2 separate regions of the Oryctolagus cuniculus genome follow, and region 2 is linked to region 1. Evidence: chromatin contacts called from public Micro-C data. All regions are on one chromosome and are shown on one strand. Each heading gives the region's core, a stretch centred on a gene start, on an enhancer-like site or on the middle of the called end of the contact. The rest is flanking DNA. Distances are from core to core; before and after follow the strand shown.

Region 1 (5,112 bases), core at 776-3,275:
CCGCATTCCCACTCACTCACCCCCAGCCCCCACACATATGCCACTGGTAGAAGTTGATCGTTAATTGTTAGCGCTATCCACCGACTTGGAAGTGAATCCTATCTCAGTTCTATCTGGTTATAGACTGTTTAATCTGCACCATCGGTAAACATGTGGAAATTTGAGAAGCCAGGAAAACTCATTTCAAAGTACATGATGCTAAAATTAAAGGGACTATAGGCCGAATGAATCTGTCATCCTAGTCAACGATAAGCACGCACTAAATCACCTGCGTGGACGCGGGGACTAACTATACTAAGGCAGGCACACGACCCCGGGCCTGGCGGTGCGTCCCTCTCTACCTCTGGAAACACCTCCTGGACAGCGAGAGCAAAGCAAGTGCTTCTCTGGCACCGCACGGGAGCGACAAATGAATTTCCGAACACCGATGATTCTGCTTAAAGGGCAGGGCTGGAGTTTTATTCTGATTTTGAAAAGCACCTCCCAGCCTCTCAGGATAAGAGAACAGCCATGAGGCACGTATGATAAGGTCGACCTTTACACGCTTGCTGGGTCAGCACTGGGTGGGGATAAGGAAAGATCAAGGGCAAACACAAGATATTTGCAAAGGAGACCTGTGTGTACAGGGAGATGGATGGGAAAGGTCGTGCAAAGACCGACCTGGCAGCCCCGCTTCCGTTTTTCCCCTGCTCGCGGCGACAAAGGGAAGGGAGCCCCCGGCTGCGCCCGAACGACCCACACTTTCCGAGCCCCACGCCCGAGTGCGGGCAGAGGCGGCCGATGAGGCTCGATGGCTGGAAGGTGCCGCCGAGCGCATTCGGGCTGGGCGGAAGGTAGTTTTCAGGCGGCGCCTGAACACGGGAGTGTGGAGAATTACATAAACAGCCAGTTCTCATTAGATTTCTGCTCACAGCGCCCGGAGCCCAAGCGCTACGGCGGCAGCTACAGCAGGAGGAGGTGGAGGAGGAGGAAGAGTACGAGCTCCCGGGGAGGAGGAGGAGGAGGAGGAAGGGGACAACGACGACGAAGGCCACGGGAAGGGGAAAGGCCAGCTCCCGCGGCCGGGCACCGGGCACCGGGCAGGTCCGGCGCCGCCGGTCAGCCGCTCCCCTCCCCCCGCCGTAACCTGACCCGCCTCTCCCCGCCCCCGCCCCCCGCCCGAGGCTCCTGGGACCCGGCCAGGGCCCGGGGAGCACCGGCTCCCCGGCACCATTTTCGGCCTCAGCGGCCACCGGCCCCTCGCACCCCAGCGTTGCCCGCGAGCTCGCCGCCCCTCCCGGGAGCCCCAACCCCCGATTCCGGCGGCTCGCCCCGGGCCTCCCTTCCCGGTCACCCGCCGGGCCCCCGCCGAGCCCGACGCCTCGGGGCCGGGCGTCCGGAGCCGCTCCCGTCGGGTCCCGGGAGCTGTCCGTCCGCGCCCACGGCCGCGAAGCCGCCGTCCCCGAGCCCCCCACCCCCACCCCACCCCGAGGGCCCGGGGCTCGACGACGCTGCAGCCCCTCCTTCGGCGCCCCGGTCTGGGCTCCCGTCTCCCTGCCGCCCGCCGCCTCGCCGATACTTACGGGCTGCTGCGGGGTTGCGTCCACCACAGGCTGGCGGCCGGGAGGGCAGAAGGGGCGGCAGGGCGGGGGCGCGGGAGCGGCGAGTCGACCGAATGCAAGACGTCGTCGCCGCCGCCGCCGGACGGAGGACGCAGGCCTCGGGCGGGCCTCAGGAGCTCGCGGCTTCTGGCTCGGGGTGGCGGGGACGGGGGTCAGGCGAGCGCGCTCACTTCTCCACACAGCCCGGTGCCCCGGCCCAGCGTCCCCGTAGAGCGCCCACTCCACGCCGGGCCAGAGCTTCGCTCCTTCTGCCGCGGCGCGCGCCCCGCCTCTCGTTTTATATTCTTCTCCCTGCCCCCAATCCCCTCCGTGGGGGTGCGCGCGCCCGCCCGCGTCACACAGCTTCGGGGCGGCGTAACCATTCCCCGCCCTCCCCGTCCAGCACCCCGGACTCTCGCCGGCTCGCTCCACCCCGGCCCTACCCCTCGACGCCATTGGCCAAGTCCCGCCTGCCCATGTCCCGTCGGGCGGCGAACGGCCCGGGTGGGGGAAGGCCACACCTCCTCGGGCACCAGAATGGCCAATGAGCCGACAGTCTGGAGGGGCTGTGGGCGGGACCAAGAGGAAACTTAGACGGGGATTGGAGGAGAGACGTGTCAGAGAGGGTAGAAAGGGGTGGGGCAGGGCTGCTGACGCTCGGACGCAGCCGAGAGCGCCAGGAGGCAGGGGGAGGGGAGCGAAGCAGGTGGCAAAGCGGCAGGGGGAACGGGGCGGACGGCCCGGGACCTCGAGAGCGAGGGGTCGGGTGCAGAAAATGCGCACAGGCCCGAGCGGGACTGTGACCGAGGAAAATCCCTCTGGTGGATGAGCTACCAAGTCGACCTCTGGCCCACGCCGAGGGAGTCTAGACTGGGACTGGGGCTCGTGCGCTCGGTTAATTGAATATTAATCACCTCAGGGCCTAGGCCAACTGCCACCGGCAGAGTGGCAACTGCAGAACCCAAAGCCGCCGGGCTGGGGGTGGGGACGGGAGGCCAGCTCGCCGCACCTTCCGCCCAGGTGACAGTTTAACCGCCTCCGCCGTCCCGCGTCAGGCCTCCCCGGGCGACCCGCAGCGGCTCGGAGCTGGGGGTGGCCCGAGGCCGTAAGAAGGAGCACATGTCACTCCCAGGGCCCCTCGGTGGCTGGGGGGTGGCGCCGCCGTGCCAAGCTGCGTATGTATCTGTGTGCGTGTGCGTTTGTGCATGGCAAGGGCGTTAACACAGGTGCACGGAATAAACACGGCGCGTTCCGGAGGGTTTTCGGTGGACGTAGGTGCGGAAACCTAGGGAGCGGGGCGAGAGAGGGACCCACGGGGGACGGGCAAGCGGCTTGTCAGAACCGGCCGCGGAGAAACACACCGAGCTACACTGGGAGCCGTGGGGCGTCCCTCGCAGCTAAAAATATTACTCACAGGTAGCAACGACGCCTGATTGGCCACGCGCGGCCCCTGAGGAGCAGGCGATTGGCCGCCTGGTATCCAGGAGACGGACGTCAGAGTCGGACCCGCTGGAGCGGAGAGAAGGTCCAGGGGGAGCGAGGGCGGGAGCGGGCCTCGGGGCCGTGAATGGAGCGCCCTGCGCCCTGCGCCCTGCGCCCGGGCGCGCTTCCCGGAACACCGCCGCTGCCGCCGGCCTTCGCCCGCGGAAGAGCGGGGCTCGCGGAAGGCGGTGCGCGGCGTAGACCCGCTGCGCTGCGCGGGCACGAACCCGCTTTCTGTGTCCGGGCCAGAGGCTGGTCGCTGTGCGGGCGCGAAATCTGGGTGCAGCCGCCTTCTGCACACCCCCCACCCCACCCCGGAGAAGGAGCCGCAGGGAGAGACGATGTTTCAGAAGTCTCCGTGCGTGCGGGAAGGGGAAGGAGCCGGGGGCCAGCTGGGGTCTGGGGATGGGGCGTGGCCGGGGCCTCCTTTTGTCGCTCGGATCCCTAAAGTTGTACCCGGGGACTCCACATTTAGGCTTGTTTTATTAGGGTTGGGATGGTTTGGTGGCGAACAGAGGAGAGTAGAACTGAATTGTGAAACTATGGCAAGCATTTTGAGTTTATATTAAAAAAAAAAAAACCTTCCTCTTCATGGAAATGTAATATAAACGATTCGTTCGGCGTTCCTGTGCTCATCTGTTTTGGGTTTTCTGTAATGAACGTTAATTCCGTTTGTGATAAAAATCGGTTAATCTCATAATTGGTGGCGCATAGAAACGGCAAGAAGTTAGGTAGGCTCTCTCAGGAATGGTTCACCAAGAGAAACTCCAGGGGCGGGATTGCCCGTACCATTAGGCAAATAATTCTGCCTTGTCCAACATCCAGATTGTAGGACCATGCGTGGGCCATGTGTTTTGATGTGTACTTTCGAAAATACATCACTATAACTAGGGAAGCGTGTTAGCCTTGGCTGAGATGAATTGTAGTTTTGTCAACCCTGTCCATACTCCAAGAATTCTGTAGCAGACCGGCACAGATTCTCCTTTTGGAATGTCCACAGTCTGTAAGTCCACGTTTAAAATACCAACCCTGCAGAAGGCCCATTCCCAGCCCTGGCTCTGCTCTGGCTCCAGCTTCCTGCTGATGACACCCTGGCGGGCAGGTGTGACTGCTTCAAGTGCTTGGTTTCCTGCCGCCGGAGTGGGAGACCTGGACTGCGCTTTTGGGAAGCAAACTAGCAGATGAGAGTTAGTTCCCTTTCTCTTTGCCTCTTAAAAAAATAGATATTTTAAAAAAAGTATTAAAACAGTCATCAGATGCTAATTAACTATCAATGACAATAAATGGAATTTTAAATTCTGAAATTCAGATGTCAAAAATGAATGAGCAACTGCTGTTTAGCTCAGGGGTATAAAAGGATTTCACCCCGACTTTAATATAAAGACACACTCATACTCCCCAAGGCCCTACAGCATACTAGAGAAAACACTGGAGAGCAGGTACTGGGAGACTGGAGTTTCATCTCAGTTTCTAACAACTTATAGTTTTCTCACCTACAAAAAGGTTTGTAGTAGGTCATCTGTGACATCTCTCAATTGAGAAAAGGTTCCACATTTAAAACTCCATGTCCTGGCCGGCGCAGCGGCTCACTTGGCTAATCCTCCACCTGTGGCGCCAGCACCCTGGGGTTCTAGTCCCAGTTGGGGTGCCGGATTCTGTCCTGGTTGCTCCTCTTCCAGTCCAGCTCTCTGCTGTGGCCCGGGAGTGCAGTGGAGGATGGCCCAGGTGCTTGGGCCCTGCACCCGCATGGGAGACCAGGAGAAGCACCTGGCTCCTGGCTGTAGCGGCCATTTGGAGAGTGAACCAATGGAAGGAAGACCTTTCTCTCTGTCTCTCTCTCTCTCTCTCACTGTAACTCTGCCTGTTCAAACAAACAAACAAACAAATAAGTAAAACTCCATGTCCTGACAGTGTGACTCCTCTAAAAGAGAAAACAGATTTGTATCATTTGAACATCACCAGCCACACACTGAAATTTTAAGTTTTGCATTTTAAAGAACCCCTCCTACGGTTAACCACACGTTAGCATTTACCTGGGAGTTAGGTTTGC
Region 2 (5,355 bases), core at 1,160-3,659, 73 kb after region 1:
ACAGGGGCCAGGCTGAGCAGTGCAAGGGACCGTGGGTTCCTGGAGCACGAGGCCACGCATAGATGCCTGGAGCCAGCTGCAGCCCTGTTCTCCCCTGCCCAAGGCAAAATGATGAAAATAAGGACAGTGGAGTGGGGTCTGCTTGGAGCTAGGTGCACCAGGCCCGAGAGACGGCCCGTTCATCTGAGCTATGCATTTTCAGGCCCGTGTGGGCTCCAAGGGGCCTCTCCTTTGACATTTCCTTTTAATGCCCTTAACTCAGCAAAATAGAAAAGTGGTGACCGGGTCAGATCCTACATTGTCTTTTTGGAAAGGTTGGTCATGAGAGACAGCAGAAAGCCTGGGAACCCCTGAGCTGGCCGCTGCAGCCGCTGTTGGAGAGCTGGCGAGCAGGGGGTTGTTTGCGAATTGAGAGATGACATCTGAACAGCTGGGGACTTCTCCGGGGGCGGGGGTGGGGGCGGGGGCGGGTTGGCGGCTCATGCCCAGCTCCAGCCCCTGCGGCCCCAGAGACCAGGCATCCCCAGAAACCCGGGCAGAAGGAACATTCGAGTAACTGTCCTGGGAATTCTGAGAAGGCCTTGGGGGCCCGATCTCCAAGCCCCGCAGCCGCAGTTCCTCTCTGACCTGGAGCCAGAAGGAAATGTTCTCTAAAACCCCACCTCTCACTCCCCCAGCTTCCCCGAGGCTGGGTCCAAAATAGTGCAGGCCATTGGAGGAGAAGGCAAGTGCCCGCTGGCCGCCTGCCCCTCCAGCCTGGCCAGATAGAGAAGGACACCAGATGCCAGAGGGGCCCCGGGGCCTGGGGAGCCCCACCCCCATCCCTTCCGAGGCCCCCCCCCCCCACTAACCCAGGCAGCTGGGAGCCTAGCGCCCCTGGCCGGGCTGGGCGCACTTGGGGACATGTCCCAACAAGCCCAAACAGAGCAGGAGGCTGGCCCGAGAGAGCACAGGGCTTGGGCTAGGCGTCAGCCTGTGGACACCTCTCTCTGGGGGAACTCATAGCACTTTTATTATAAGTGTGACTTCCTGCAGGGCACTCTGTGAGCCAGCAGGAGCCCCAGAGAGAGGAATCACACCTGCTCGCCATTCTTCCAGCTTCTGAAGGAGACCACAGCCATAAAACTGGGGGTGTTGGGTGGGGGAAGAGAGGGGAGGGCAGGAGGCAGCTCAACCTCCAATAAACCGCGAGTCTGATCGAATCACAAATAATCAGTCCTGATCACAGGGCTGCCTCCGCCCTCCTCTCCCGGGAATTAAAAGTCAAAGGGCAGAGCTGCTGACGCAAATGTCAGGGGAGACAGCTGGGAGCCTGCTCCCCGGCTGCACCGCTCCAGGGCCCAAGGGCTTGGACTCACCGTCCCCCAGGCCAGCCCCCAGAGCCCTGGTTGTCAAGGCAATGCAGGGAAGGGGGTCCGGCTCCCTGTCCTTCCTCCTGGCTTTGAGGTCACCAGAACTTGAACCCAGGTTGGTGATTCCAGTGGGAAGGCAGGTGCCCGGGAGATGGGAGAAGCAGCCGCTGGGCCTCTGCCAAGCTCTCCCCTTCCCACTCAACAGAAGGGGAAAACCCTCTGACTCCCTTGCTAGGAGTGTCTGGCTCCCCAGATCCCACTGGGCCCCTTCCCTAGGTTCACCCTAGGCAGCCAACACCCTGGGCAGCTGCACCAAGTGCATGCATCAGTGGTGCCCCCCAGTGGTCAGTGTGGGACTTGAACTTGGGCCTTGGGCACCACCGTTGTAGATCCTGCCAGGCAGCCTCCGCCCAGGGCCCCGGGATCCTGTGGGGCCCCTGCCGTGTGAGCAGTGAGGGGATCTGATTTTGGTAAGGGGGCTGTGGCGTGGGTATCAGGTAGCTGCCGTGTTCTCCCGGCACTGTAGCTTGATCTCGGCCTGAATGTCCAGTGTCAGCGCGTCAGCTTCACTGTGTCTAAGAATGAACTCACCATCTTCCAGCCCCAAACCTGCTCCTCCTCCTGACGGCCCTTTTCTATTAATAGCTCCGCCACCGTCCCAGTCGCCAGCTCCAGACCTCCGAGTCATCCTCAGTCCTCCCGCCTCCTCACTCAGCAGGCAACTCCTGTATCACCCTCCTGCCTACTCACTGCCCTGCCCTGCCCTGCCGGGGGCCCCCTCTCCCCAGCCACTGCCATCCTCAACAATGCCGCCCGGCCAGAGCTGGGCACGTGATCCGCCTCCTCAGCTTGCAGGCTGTGTGACCTTGGGAAAATTACTTCAGCTCTCTGAGTCTGCTTCCTCAGCTGTCACACGAGGCTAAGGCTGCGTGAGTTAAATGGTAAGGTGTACATCGTAGACACCATAGGAAAGGCGTCCAGCCCGGCTCCTCCATCTTACAAACAGGGAAACTGAGGCCTGGCGAGTTGGACCGAGAGCTCACATCTGGCATTGGGTTCCAGGTGTCCACACCTCGCTACAGAGCCAGGGCTTTGGAAGTGCTGCTGTTTTTAGCGCCTCCCCAGCCCCTCCCTCCCCCCAGTATCACATTCTGGAACCCAGAACAAAAGGCCACCTCCTGAGTTCATGGGCTTCAGGGGGCAGGTGCGCCTGGGTAAGGGTTGAGGTCACTCAGCCACAGCAAATATTTTCTGAGATGGGACGAGCACAGGTCACGTCCAGCCGGCTGAGTCGGGGGGGGACCCATCTGTGAGATGATGAGTGAGGCTGAGCCTGTGGCTGCCACATCTGCCTGCCTTGGGGCGAGCAGGGGTGTGGCTACAGTCAGATGCCCAGAAAGGGCGGGTGTCTCTTCCCCCATCCCCTCCACGTGACGACGACGCAGGGGGCCCCAGCGGGAGGGCAGGCTGACTCAGCGGCTCACATGCAGGCCTGCTTCCCTGCGGGCAGCACTTGGCATTCCCGCCAGGAAGGAGCACCTGGAGCCCTGAGTGGCCGCCTTGTGCTGTCATCAGATTTTCAAAGGGGATGTTACCCCCCCCCCCACCCCATCCTCCCCCAAGGAAGCAGCAGCACAGAAAGCAGTCGTCCTGGCTTCAGCATTGGAAGATCCAGGTTCCTGGACAATCCTCAAATAGGGATGATTGTGTCCCCAGGGGACACTTAGCGTGGGGGACAGGTGGGGACACACTGGCATTTAGCGGAGAGAGGCCAAGGATGCAGCTCAGCATACATAACACACACAACAGGCGCCACACAGAGACTGATCCCACCCAGCTGTCAGCTGCGCCAAGATCCAGAAGCCCTGGCCTAAGACTCGGCTGCCAGGAGCCCCGGGCCCGGCTGAGCCCCAGCTCTGAGGCCGCCAGACTCCTTCCTTTGCGGAGTGGTGACAGAGCTGACCTGCTGGACCGATCTGGGTGTTCCCGCCCCATCCAGGGCAGGCCTTCTAAGCGAGTTGCATGCTCTCTGTCAACTCTTTCAACCAGGAAGAAGCAGGCCCGGAAGGAGCGGGCCACCTCCTGGGCCCTCACCATGCCACCTACCCCAGCTCCCCCACCCCCACGCGCTCCACCCCACCCACCCCTTCTCCAGGCTCTCCTTAGCCTGGGCCTCAGAGCCCAGGGGTGGGGAGGGGATTTGTTGGGGAGCAGTCACATGCAGAGGAAGGGGATGGCCAAGGAAACCCTTGGAGGCGATGTCAGGACCTGGCAGGTCCTTCCACATAGCCACCGCCTGGCTCTCCTTCACCTGGCGGCCGAAGGTCAAGTGTCTCCTCTACAAAAACTTTTCCCTGGGGCTGGCGCTGTGGTGCAGCAGGCGAAGCTGCCACCTGCAGTGCCCGCATCCCATATGGGTGCTGATTTGAGTCCCTGCTGCTCTACTTCCCATCCAGCTCTCTGCTATGCCCTGGGAAAGCAGTAGAAGATGGCCCAAGTGCTTGGGCCCCTGTACCTGTGTAGGAAACCCAAAGAAGCTCCTGGCTCCTGGCTTTGGATCAGCTCAGCTCTGGCCATTGTGGCCATCTGGGGAGTGAACCAGTGGATGAAAGACCTCTCTCTCTGCCTTTGCCTCTCTGTAATTGTGCCTTTCAAATAAATCTTTTTAAAAAATTCCCTTATAAGTTAAGTCTCTGCTTTGTTCCTTGGGTCTGGTGGGTGGCCCCAGATGGGAGTCCGTCCCCCCCCCGCCTCATCCTGGACGCCCCCCCAAGCCCTGCCTGGTTGGCTCAGGCATCCCAAGAGTACCAGATGCTGGGGTCCCCACAGAGGGCGGTAACCAATGCATGGCCATGACGGGGGTGGGGGGATGGGAGGAGTGGGGGCTTTCTGGCACTGCTCACATGCAGGGTCTTGGGACTTCTCACACACTGCACCCTCTGGGCCCCAGCTGTCTTGGGGAAGGGGAGGTGAGCAGCTGCTTTTGCAAAGGTGGCGGTGGGGGCAGAAGACATCAGTGGGGTGAGCAGGAGAGGAAAGCCTGGGGCCCCTTCCCTGGGGGCCCCTCTCTGCCCCCCACTGGCAATTTCTTCCTGACCTGTGCTGTCTGGCCTGTACCTCGTCTTCCATAGCCGGGCCCGGCCAGCCCTGACTGCCCACCTGCTGCCAGCCCCCTCCTGCAGGGGCTCCAAAGCCAGGGAAGCAGCCTGCGCCTGCCCCAGGCTACCTGCCCAGGGTGTCATCCCAGCATGCACCCGGGCCAGGCTCCTTAGGAGCTGTGCCCAAAGCTGTCTCCCTGCCCGCAGCTCCACACGGGAAACTGGGCCCCGGGGACTCCAGATGGTGGGTGGGTGGGGGGAGCTGTCTCCCTGACCCAGAGCGGGGGGCTGTGCACCAGGCATTCCCACTGCCTGAGCAGCCCTGAGTCCTTGGTGAGCACTGCTGCCAGGCGCCCCCTCCTCCAGGCCGGAGCCCCCTCTTCTGTGTGTGCCTCAGCTCGGGGGGCAACCCATGCTGGCTGTAGCTCCTCTGGGTGCCCTGACTGCAGGGAGGCCCGGGGAGGTGGCAAGGTTGCTTTATACCCCGTATCCACCCCAGCTCAGCCAGCTCCCTCAGAGTGGGGAGCATAGTTGAGCCGCCTTCTGCCCTGGGGCCACAGTCTGGGCCCTCACCTGCCCCCACCAACTTGGTGCCGCCCCCATTCCTCTCCCTCCTCCATCAAAGGGGCCCAACAGCCCTTGCAGCTAACCTTGGTGGGGTGTGTGGAACCATGAGGCAGACAGAGGGGGTAGCACCCACAAGGCTCAACCCTGTCACTTCACAACAGTGCAGGGCTGCGTGTGGAGGAAGGCAGGGAAGAGGAGATGGCCCAGGGGCACCCGTGGAGGTTGGTTCCAGGCACACAGACTCTCTGGCCCTAATCCCCACCCGCTGCCCCACCCCCCACCCCACCCCCTGCCGCTGCTAGCAGCAGTTGTAAGACCCAGGGAGTCCACGTGGATTG

Evidence for each region. Hi-C and Micro-C count contacts between places; a contact is called where the count stands out from the background.
Region 2: a Micro-C map of ear pinna shows a contact between it and region 1, with 5 times the contacts expected there. The contact joins the enhancer-like site here to the promoter of TOB1 in region 1. A contact is called at or near these places in 6 of 6 Hi-C or Micro-C datasets (ear pinna, embryonic fibroblasts, liver and 3 more).

What each region holds. Positions count from the first base shown.
Region 1 is chr17:26,685,589-26,690,700 of mOryCun1.1, forward strand. TOB1 (transducer of ERBB2, 1) reads right to left here and starts at 2,026. Exons shown (of 2, transcript XM_002719288.5): 1 at 1,563-2,026. It overlaps LOC103351544 (a long non-coding RNA gene), which reads left to right and starts at 2,575. Exons shown (of 2, transcript XR_519312.4): 1 at 2,575-2,755; 2 at 2,997-3,692.
Region 2 is chr17:26,758,197-26,763,551 of mOryCun1.1, forward strand. LOC108178550 (a long non-coding RNA gene) reads left to right here. Exons shown (of 2, transcript XR_011383506.1): 2 at 1,998-4,036. Among named protein-coding and RNA genes, the nearest start is that of TOB1, 73 kb to the left of the region's middle. Within about 2 kb of position 2,410, at least 2 of the 8 cell types and tissues checked have an H3K27ac peak or open chromatin away from gene starts, as enhancers often do. A contact at or near this core is called in ear pinna, where this site is marked.